Linked DNA regions of Sus scrofa: region 2 is linked to region 1. The links are chromatin contacts, called in public HiChIP or PLAC-seq maps. All regions are on one chromosome and are shown on one strand. Each heading gives the region's core, a stretch centred on a gene start, on an enhancer-like site or on the middle of the called end of the contact. The rest is flanking DNA. Distances are from core to core; before and after follow the strand shown.

Evidence for each region. HiChIP or PLAC-seq counts read pairs in DNA pulled down with a chosen protein or histone mark.
Region 2: an H3K27ac HiChIP or PLAC-seq map of alveolar macrophages shows a contact between it and region 1. The contact joins two enhancer-like sites. A contact is called at or near these places in 1 of 5 promoter capture datasets (liver), 8 of 47 Hi-C or Micro-C datasets (alveolar macrophages, blood, fetal heart ventricle and 3 more) and 1 of 2 datasets of contacts at active chromatin or transcription factors (alveolar macrophages).

The regions. Positions count from the first base shown.
Region 1 is chr14:73,711,265-73,715,877 of Sscrofa11.1, forward strand. All of the region lies in intron 1 of SGPL1 (sphingosine-1-phosphate lyase 1), which reads left to right. Among named protein-coding and RNA genes, the nearest start is that of SGPL1, 17 kb to the left of the region's middle. Within about 2 kb of position 2,432, at least 3 of the 83 cell types and tissues checked have an H3K27ac peak or open chromatin away from gene starts, as enhancers often do. A contact at or near this core is called in alveolar macrophages and retroperitoneal adipose tissue, where this site is marked.
Region 2 is chr14:73,776,733-73,781,345 of Sscrofa11.1, forward strand. SGPL1 (sphingosine-1-phosphate lyase 1) reads left to right here. Exons shown (of 16, transcript XM_005657411.3): 15 at 413-533; 16 at 1,087-3,636. The coding sequence ends at 1,227. It also overlaps a transcript of PCBD1 not described here. Among named protein-coding and RNA genes, the nearest start is that of PCBD1, 28 kb to the right of the region's middle. Within about 2 kb of position 2,664, at least 13 of the 83 cell types and tissues checked have an H3K27ac peak or open chromatin away from gene starts, as enhancers often do. A contact at or near this core is called in alveolar macrophages and retroperitoneal adipose tissue, where this site is marked.

The sequences.
Region 1 (4,613 bases), core at 1,182-3,681:
GTGAGTGCTTTCCTTTGCGGAGCCCTCTGAAACATCTGCCCCTGAGTGGCAGGTGTCAGTATGCACCCCCAAACTGAGTGTAGCAGTCTCCTCAAGCAGATCCACAAGGATGAGTTTCAGTTCCAGACTGGAAGCCAGCTGGCAGTGGACCCCAGGGCTTCTAGAGGCTCCCTCACCCCAACCACTACTCAGATACTTCGAGACTAAGAGAGGACATGAGTCTATTAGGAGTGGTCATGTCACCCTACTCTTCCCATTCCTCCTTTGTCAGCCCACTGAGGTTTGGGGCTAGTTTGGGATTCTAGGTGTATTAGCTTGCTAGGACTGCTGTAACCAGGGACCATAAACAGGGTCTGAACAGCAGAAGTTTATCATCGCTCTGTTCTGAAGACAAAGTCTGAAATCAGGTGTGGGCAGGGCCAGTTCCTTCTGAGAGCTGTGAGAATGAATCCAGCCAGTGCCTCTGCCCCAGCCTGGCGGTTTGCCGGCAGTCTTTGGTGTTGACTTGTAAAACATCACCCTCGTCTCCGCACGGGGTTCTCTCTGTGTGCGTGTCTGTGTCCAAATTTCCCCTTTGTATAAGGACACCAGTTATATTGGTTTTAGGGGCCTACCCTACTTCAGGGTGACCTTATCAAATCACACCCTCAATGACCCCACTTCCAATGAATGTCACATTCCGAAGTACTGAGAGTTAGGGCTAAAACACGGGAGTGGTTGGGGGAGACAGTTCAACACCCAACGCTAGGGTGGATAGAAATAACATCAGTGTGAATGTAATCATTCTTTTAGTTATTGTTGCAACCAATGTTTTGTTTTTTTTTTTTCCTCTTTCTTTTTTGGCTGCCCTGCGGCACATGGAGTTTCCCGGCCAGGGATCAGATCTGAGCCACAGTTGTGACCTCGCTGAAGCTGTAGCTACACTGGATCCTTGAACCCACTGTGCCGGACCAGGAAGTGAATCTGTGTCCTGGCGCTGCAGAGACACTGCCAATCCTGTTGCGCCGCAGTGGGAACTCCAACCAACTCTTTTTTTTTCATGGAAAATGACCAGAAAGAATCTTAGTGTTAAGGGGGAGATACCCGAGTCTGGCTCTAAAAGTTCAAGGTATAGCCCACTAGATATGGGTTAGTTTGTCTTGAGCAATGAATATGACTTCTCCCCTGGGGCTACTAACCTGAAGTCACTCATGGGAGCCTGCTGGCCAGGGCACCAGTGTGACTGTGCTTCTGGGAAGCTCTTTTTATTCTGTTATCTCATTTTGCCATCTTCTGAGCTTATGGCCTTGTTCTAGCCTAGGACCAAGTAGCTTCACTCTTTGCTGAGATGAATGCAAAAGCCTTGTAACCAGTTTGCCCACTTGGATTTGTTCCCAGCCTTTATATTATGTGGAGGAATTGTTTCACAATACAAATGTGATACAGTCAGCTCCTTGATTAAAACAACCTCAACGGCTGCTTGCTGCTCTTTCGATGAAATTAAAAATACCATATCCTACAGCGCTCTGAGTTCTCAGGACACATACCACCTGTATCCCATCCTCTAGTGCGTTAATTTAAAAACAATTGAATTGGCCACATTCCATTTCATAATAGGGGTGCCGAGCACTGATGTTCACTCTGTGAATATTCACCAAGCTCTATTGCTTGATTCATGGACTGGTCAGTACATGTAGTATATTTTGATGAAAAAACAAAACTTCAAAAAACTGAATAAGTTGCCCAAAATTCTGACAGTCTCTTGGTCATGATCTTCTTTATGACCTTTTAGATCACCTGACAATCACTACACATCTCCAATTTTTTTCTCTCCCTTGGAGGAGAAAGATGGAATTAACATTGGAGGTGGGATGGAGTTCCTGTCATGGCGAAGTGGAAACGAATCTGACTAGGAACCACGAGGTTGCGGGTTTGATCCCTGGCCTTGCTCAGTGGGTTAAGGATCCAGTGTTGCCGTGAGCTGTGGTGTAGGTCGCAGACGTGGCTCAGATCTGGCGTTGCTGTGGTTGTGGTGTAGTCCGGCAGCTGTAGCCCTGATTGGACCCCTAGCCTGGGAAAACTATATGTCGAGGTATGGCCCTAAAAAGACAAAAATACCCCAAAACAGTGGGGAGGGGGGGGAGTTCCCATTGTGGTGCAGTGGAAACAAGTCTGATTAGTATCGATGAGAATGCAGGTTTGATTCCTGGTCTCGCTCAGTGGGCCAGGGATCTGGCGTTGCTGTGAGCTGTGCTGTAGGTTGCAGATGTGGCTTGGATCCGGCGTTGCTGTGGCTGTGGTGTAGGCTGGCAGCTGTAGCTCTGATTCGACCCCTAGCCTGGGAACTTCCATATGCCAAGGGTGTGACCCTAAAAAAAAAAAAAAAAAAAAGCCAAACAAATAGGGGTGATTCAGCAAGTATGTCATGGTCACAAGACATATTATGCAAATTCTAAGAACACATCATAGTCCTACACTCTTTTTGAGCTCTTTTTGTCCAGAAATTATGCTGGCTTGCTCTTTCCTCTTGCTAACTAAGGATAAAGAGTCTGTTGCCTGTTGCATGTGCCTCCAGTGCCTAGAGATCAGGAGACAGGATTGGTGTCCATACTGTGCATTTTTCTGCTCTAGGGCTGTCATCTTTCCCCTCTAAAGCACGGGTCTTCCCAGCAGAGCTTGGGCAATGGTGGGGGGAGAGGGGCGGGGCTGTGGGCAGCTCCATGTCTGCCCCAAGAACATGGGACATCTGAAGAGCTGGGGCAACTAAAAGAAAGGAAGAGCTCTCTGCACATGGCTGGAAGCTTGGTTGGTGACATCTGAAGGTGCTTCCACAGGGCAATGACAAACCCTTCTCCTGGGCTCTGGTCCCTTGGGGTGCTGAAACTGTTCCCACTGTTCAACATAAGGAACTAAAGTAGTCCTAGCGAGGAGAATGACAATGACCCCCTACTCCGGCAGGCTCCTAGGACATCATGATTTTAAAATTGAGACATTTTTACCAAAGAGACTGCACTTCTGACTTTCTTTGGAAAATTGGGATGTTGAGCCTACTCTCCTGTTCTATTTAAAACAGCAGCACCCATGACTGCCAACTCTATGCCCAACAATTTCTATTTCCCATGCTAGGTTTTTGCTTCTTTTTCTATAGCTCTTGGCACCTTCTAACTTGCCATATAGTTCACTTATTCCGTTTATTTGTCTCTCTCCTTCCACTAGACTGTAAACTGCATAAGGGCAGGGATCTTTGTTTTACTCAGTGATACGTCCCCCACCCAGGCTATTGCAACCAACATTAAATAGTTACATGGATAAATGAATAATCCTGAGACCTACATTCCCAAATGGTAACTCTCACGTTTCCTGCTTGGGCCCCTGAAGGCATGTGCATTTGCCCTACACATCTGTCCCTACTGACCTGTACACCAGCCTCCCCTTCCCTTCCCTCTTACTCTTGCCATCCTGGCCTTGGCATATATAGTTCCCTCAGCTGGGGCACTCTTCCTGCATCTCTCTGCCTGGTTAACTCCAGATCAGCCTGTGCTCTCAGCTCGTGCTGTCCTTGGTCACTCTGCCTAGGTCCATTCCCCCAATCATGGAGCATCTAGAATAACTGCCCTTAATTAAACAAAACAAAACAAAAAACCTACTAGGGAAAATTTCTTCAATTCTATTTTTAAAGCCTTAAAAGCTTTTTCATCTGCGTGCAGAGCTGGACACCCTCTCCTTCAGCCTTGACCCTGAGCTCAGGCTACAGGTGCCACCTAGCTGTCAAAAGCCCCGCTCCTCTGGGTGATTCAGCCCTGGAAACCGGTTCTGCAGGGCCAGGCAGGTAGTGACCATGGACCAAGGTTCCTACTGACCCCCTTGGTCCTCTGTTTACACAGGACTTTTATAACCTTGGGGGCCTCTGCTTCGAATGCCATCTGTGTCAACACTGTGGGGGAGGGGGAGGGAGGGCGGGCTGGCTTCCCAGGGCATTCTGGCCATGTCACTCATCATCAGCTCAGGACCAGGTTGGACACTCTCTCCAACCAAAGAAGTGTGTGATCGAGGGCCCTTCCTGGAACCTGAGCACAGAAACGTGGAGTTTTTAAACAGAGGCTTCCGGAAAGTTTAACCCAAAGTGGGCATAGAGCATTCTAGACTGACAGTGTTGGAAAGCAGCTTCTCCTCCCTATCCAATTTTGAGCTCAGAAAATTGAGACTTGTAGTGGGGAATGGTGCATCCCAAGCCATGCAGCACGTGAGTCTCAAAGCCAGCGTGCTGTCCTCCAAGCTTCATTGCATTTTCTGGGCCTGGGCATCTAGAGCTGGAATGTCAGGAATTCCAAGTTCACTTTCCATGAGCTGTGGGACCAAGGCATAGAAATGGATGAGAATGGATAGAATTTAGCAACTTTTATCTGAGGGGTGTTCAAAATACCGATGTCTGGGCCCTCCCCATCCTTCACCAGGTCTGGAGGAAAGCTCTGACATGGAGACTTGGAGAGGCCCCTTGGAGAGTCTGACATGCAATGTTAGGTGGGATGGATGGGCTGGAATGCTGCTTGAGTCCCTTTTAACCTGACAGGTATTCAGCTGTAGATATTAGAATGAGGCTTCTGTTAGAGCCTATTCCTCTCATCAATCCTTAG
Region 2 (4,613 bases), core at 1,414-3,913, 66 kb after region 1:
TCCCTCCAAGGGGAGTGAGTTTCTTCTGTGCCCTGAAGTCCTTCGAGACCCCAGCCATGTAGCTCTGTTCCCATGAGGGTTTATCTTCTAAGAAAAAAGAACCCCATTGGTTGGCACATGGTTGCAGGAATGGCAGTTTCTACAGGGAGGGGTTGGGACAGAACAGCCAGCTGTATTCCTCTGACCAGGGCGGTTCTTGATCACGCTTCAGGCCATGGAGCCCTCGTGCCAGCCTACGCTCCCCAGCCTGTGTGTTTGAGAGCCCTGAGGCCCAGGACTGGGAACGGCTTGCATGACTACACTTGGCCCAACATGCAGACACAACCAATAAGTTCCTGTATTGGGGGCCACTTGGTTTTAGAATTTTCTTTTTCCAAGATTCATCTCACTTTGTCTCTTTCCTCTCCTGTAGCATTCATTTCTGCATCACGCTGGTACACACCCGGAAGCGAGTGGCCATACAGTTCCTAAAGGACATCCGGGAATCCGTCACTCAGATCATGAAGAATCCTAAAGCCAAGACCACAGGAATGGTAGGGACCCCTGGGCGGGGGGGGGGGGGGTTCCTTCCTGTCGAAGGGTAGGTGTTGGTGGGGGTTTGAAAGAATCAGGTATCCTCAAGTCTGTTGCTGCATTTGCCCCCGCCCCCCTTTCCACCATCCTCTTCCTTTGGAGCTGATGCTCTCTGCCTCACCCCTCCCAGGGTTTTTAGCCTCAAATGAGCTATGCTGTATATAATAAGCATGCTCTAAATTTGAAAGTGCTAGACAAAGGCAGATGGGGGCAGTGTCCATTTGAAGAAAATTTTGACACAGGGACACAGTAGAGGACTTTTTCCTCTATAATTTTCTACACCAAATCCCACAGGATAGTTCTTTGGGCAGAAAGGCAGAGGCAGGTCCCTGTGAAAGATGTCCTAGGCCAGCTGTCTTTCTGCTAGAAGAGCACCTGGGGTGGGAATGGAGTTGGGGTGTGGGGGGGTGGAGCACAGGGAGCACAACAAGGACCGGTAAAGGAGGCATGACCACAGCTTTATCTTGGCTTTGAGCCCCTTGTCACTAATGATGTCCTTTGATGGGTTTGTAGGGTGCGATCTACGGCATGGCCCAGGCTACCATCGACAGGAACCTGGTGGCAGAATTGTCCTCCTTCTTCTTGGACAGCCTTTTCAGCACAGACGCTGTACCTCAGGGCAGCCAGATGAATGGTTCTCCAAAACCCCGCTGAGCTGGGACCCTCTGTAGCTCCGAGGGGCGTCTGGCCTCTGGAAGGTTCTCGGGGTATGGGACAGGCCCCGCCGTTTCAACATCTGGTCTTGCTCCTTAGAGCACAGCGAAACAGACCATGAGACAGCTTGATCCTCAGGACTCTTGTTTCCATCCTTTTGTGGTTTTTAACGTGAAGACCCAAAGGATTCCGTGACATAATTATTTCGCCCTTGTTCTAAATGCGACCCTGGGACTTCTTTTAACTGTTCCCTTCTCTAACCTCTCTCTCTCTCTCAACTTCACTTAGTCACATTGTGGCAGCTCTGACCTGGCCCGACTCCTTAGGGAACCTGGGCTGCAGTTTATGCGGTAGGAACAGGTTGGCTTTGTTACCTCGGGCAGATGGGCTGGTCAGACAGGAAGCGTTCCCTAACCAATGTCTCCCTGGGTGGAGTAAGGCTTTCTCTAAGCAGGAGGCTTTTCCGGCTCTCCTCTTAGAGTGGTGATTGTCGCAGAGTCCCTTTGACTGCAGCTCGTGTTATTTCTCCAGGGTGCAGGTTGAAGAGCCGTTGATTCTGTGAGGCAGGGTGCTTGCAGTCAAGTGGATCTGCTCAGTCCGCCAAGGAGAGCTTGGAGCGGTCTGCTGGTCCTCTTCTTTGCCTGCAGTTTCCATTTGATACTTGACTGAAGATTGTTGTTTGAAACTGTGTTCCCATTGGTTCATTCCTATTTCCATGGACTGGGAAGAGATTGCAGTTTCCAGAGAATCTAGGACCTTCAGGCCCTGGTGCTGCCTCTCTGAACTGGCAGTATTCAGAACACACCTGAACCTTCTCTTGGGCCAGTGATAATCGGAACCAGACCTTTTCTATACTTTTCTGAGTATCAGAGTAGGACGAGCACCCAAATTCAAATGTGTGCCTCACCAGAGTTGGTGGTGGGGATGCATGAGACTATGCTTGAAAGAACAGCTCAAAGCACCTTCACAAGTTGCCTTGACTTACCTGAGGTGGCCGTGAGGAGGGCATGAGAGGGCCCTCAAGGCCAGGGAAATCTCTTTCTGCATTAGTGTGTCTTCCTGCCTCTTCCCCCTTTATTCAGATCCCAAAGGTACTCTGGCAGTTAAGCCTCAGGTACTGGACGCTCCTCAGCCCTGCTAGTCTGAGATAAACTTTCTAGAATAGGAAAGTGATGGCAAATGTCACGTGTGGTCTAGAGCCTGGGATTCCTTCCTAAGACTAGTTGCTCAGGGTGGTGCAGGGACAGGACCCAACCCTGCACCCACCTCCTACCCTCTTCCCCCTTACAGAGCCCTGATCCAGGGCGAGCCACTGTCCTCTCATGACGAACATACCTTGTGCCTTCCTCCTCAGCCAAGGGTGGTGATGGGCTGATCCTGACTCAGGCCTGAGGGGAAATGGACCAGTCTCTGAGGTTTTGATCTGGGTAGGGCTAAGTCAGGAGAACTTCCCACTGTTCCACCACCTGTCTCAGGGACTCCTGAATATTCTGCCTCTTCAGGCTGGTATCCACTCGCCTCCTTGACTGGGAATGCTGGCCGGGACAACCAAGATGCCCAGGCCACCCCTCCTCCCCCAAGCTCCTTGGCGTGTTTGTCTGACATGTTCTTTAGCACTGTACTTCCTCCACAATAACTGAGCAGCTGGCCTTGCCGTGGCAGGGCTGGTGTGGTGTGTTTCATTCTGTCTGTTGTGGGTTCCAATGGCGGTTGGTGTGAGTGAGGAGGCAGAGGCTGAGATTCATGGGAGTCATGCTCCCCTTGGTTGCTGAACTGCTGTGTGCCTCCTGAGCGAGGAGCTGTGGTCAGAGCTGTGTGTGAACTGTCCCTGAGTCTCCAGTGTGTATGTGTCATGCTGGAGGAAGTCCAGGGACCAAGAACTGCCCAGCAGGCACCATTGTGGTTTGTCAGCTGCTAAAATGGAGAAGCACGTGCCTTGCCACATGTGCTGTTGCTTCCAGGACCTCCCTCCGTGCTGTGACATTGCTGCTGGGGTTGGGGGGGCAATGGTGTTTTTCAAAGGGACCTGCTGTTGCCACTTTAATTTATGATTGTGAGCATTAGTTTGACTCAACATGTGTGGGCTTTCTATTCTGTATGTTTCTGTGCCTATTAGTAATACCTAGTCTGGCAGAGATGGGTGGAATGTCTTAATGGTATCATGTTGCTAGCAGATGTCACATTGGCCTCTGCAAAAACTGTACTGTCATGTTTCTGCATTAGATGTAAGTAGTTGTGTGAATATACTGCCATGTCACTTTTAAGATGACCAGTTTTGTACTTGGAAAATGGTACTTGGCTCTTTTCAGTCTTTTCTGTCTAACCTCCTCCTTTCCCATCTCAGTGCTCCCTTCCTAACTGCAGCAATAATCTCTTAAGAAACAAGTAATTAAATATCCTAAATCTTAATCATTGTGGATGATTGCATTCATTTGTTTATTTTGGTGTACAGGGGAGAGACCTGCTGGGGTGGTGGCAGCTCCAAACCCACTGCTGGTGAGAGCGCCTGCGCCCCCTTGTGGTGAAAATGGTTGTGTGTGACTGCTGACTAGACGTAGGTGAGCAGCAATTCCTCAGTTCCAAGCGCTTCCCTCGGTAGCTCCACCAGGATGGTGGTCACACCTGTTTAAAGGAGGTCTGGAATTCATGTTTTTGGTTTCCCAGGTTTTTCCTTCCATCTCCATCATCCACATCTGCTTAGACCGGAATGATGGATTGAGCCATCTGGGGTGGTCCCCTGCCAGCTGGATGGTATGGCTCTGTCTCACCAAAGGACACGGATTTCATCCCTTCAGATATCTGCACATGTAACTGCTAGGCATCTCGTTCCATTATGAATAGGAAGTGAAAAGTGTTTCTGAAGAGTTATTCAGGCTGTGAAGACTGTCATTCAGGTAATGCAGGTTTTCATTTCTGGCTCTCAGCCCATTCATTCTTTGCCAGAAACAAGTCAAGCAGTGCCGCCTTTGCTATACAGTTTTCTGCTAAATGACTTGGTTCCCTGAGCACCTGCTTGCTTTGGAGTAAACCCCTAGAGAAAGAGGGGCCAGGATATGCTTGGTGAGGAGGCATGCCCACCTAAGAAGTGGTGTCTGGATGCTTACGCCTGTTCCTTAGAGCTGTGAGCCCCTTTGCCGTTGCTGTGGGTCTTGGTAACTACACGCTGCTTGTAGCTAGACCAGTAGTGAGTGACAGAAGTTTAATGACAGAGACCTACCTTGCTTATGGCCTGGGTCAGCAATATTCAGATGTTTAAGGGCCTTTTCTTGCGCTGGAGTAGTAATTGCTTTTTTCTTGTTCTTGCCTCTTTTTCATAATCTCTCCTTAACATCCTCTCCTATAATTTCAATTATTTGCATTAATTTTAGAAACTTCTAAAAGTTGTT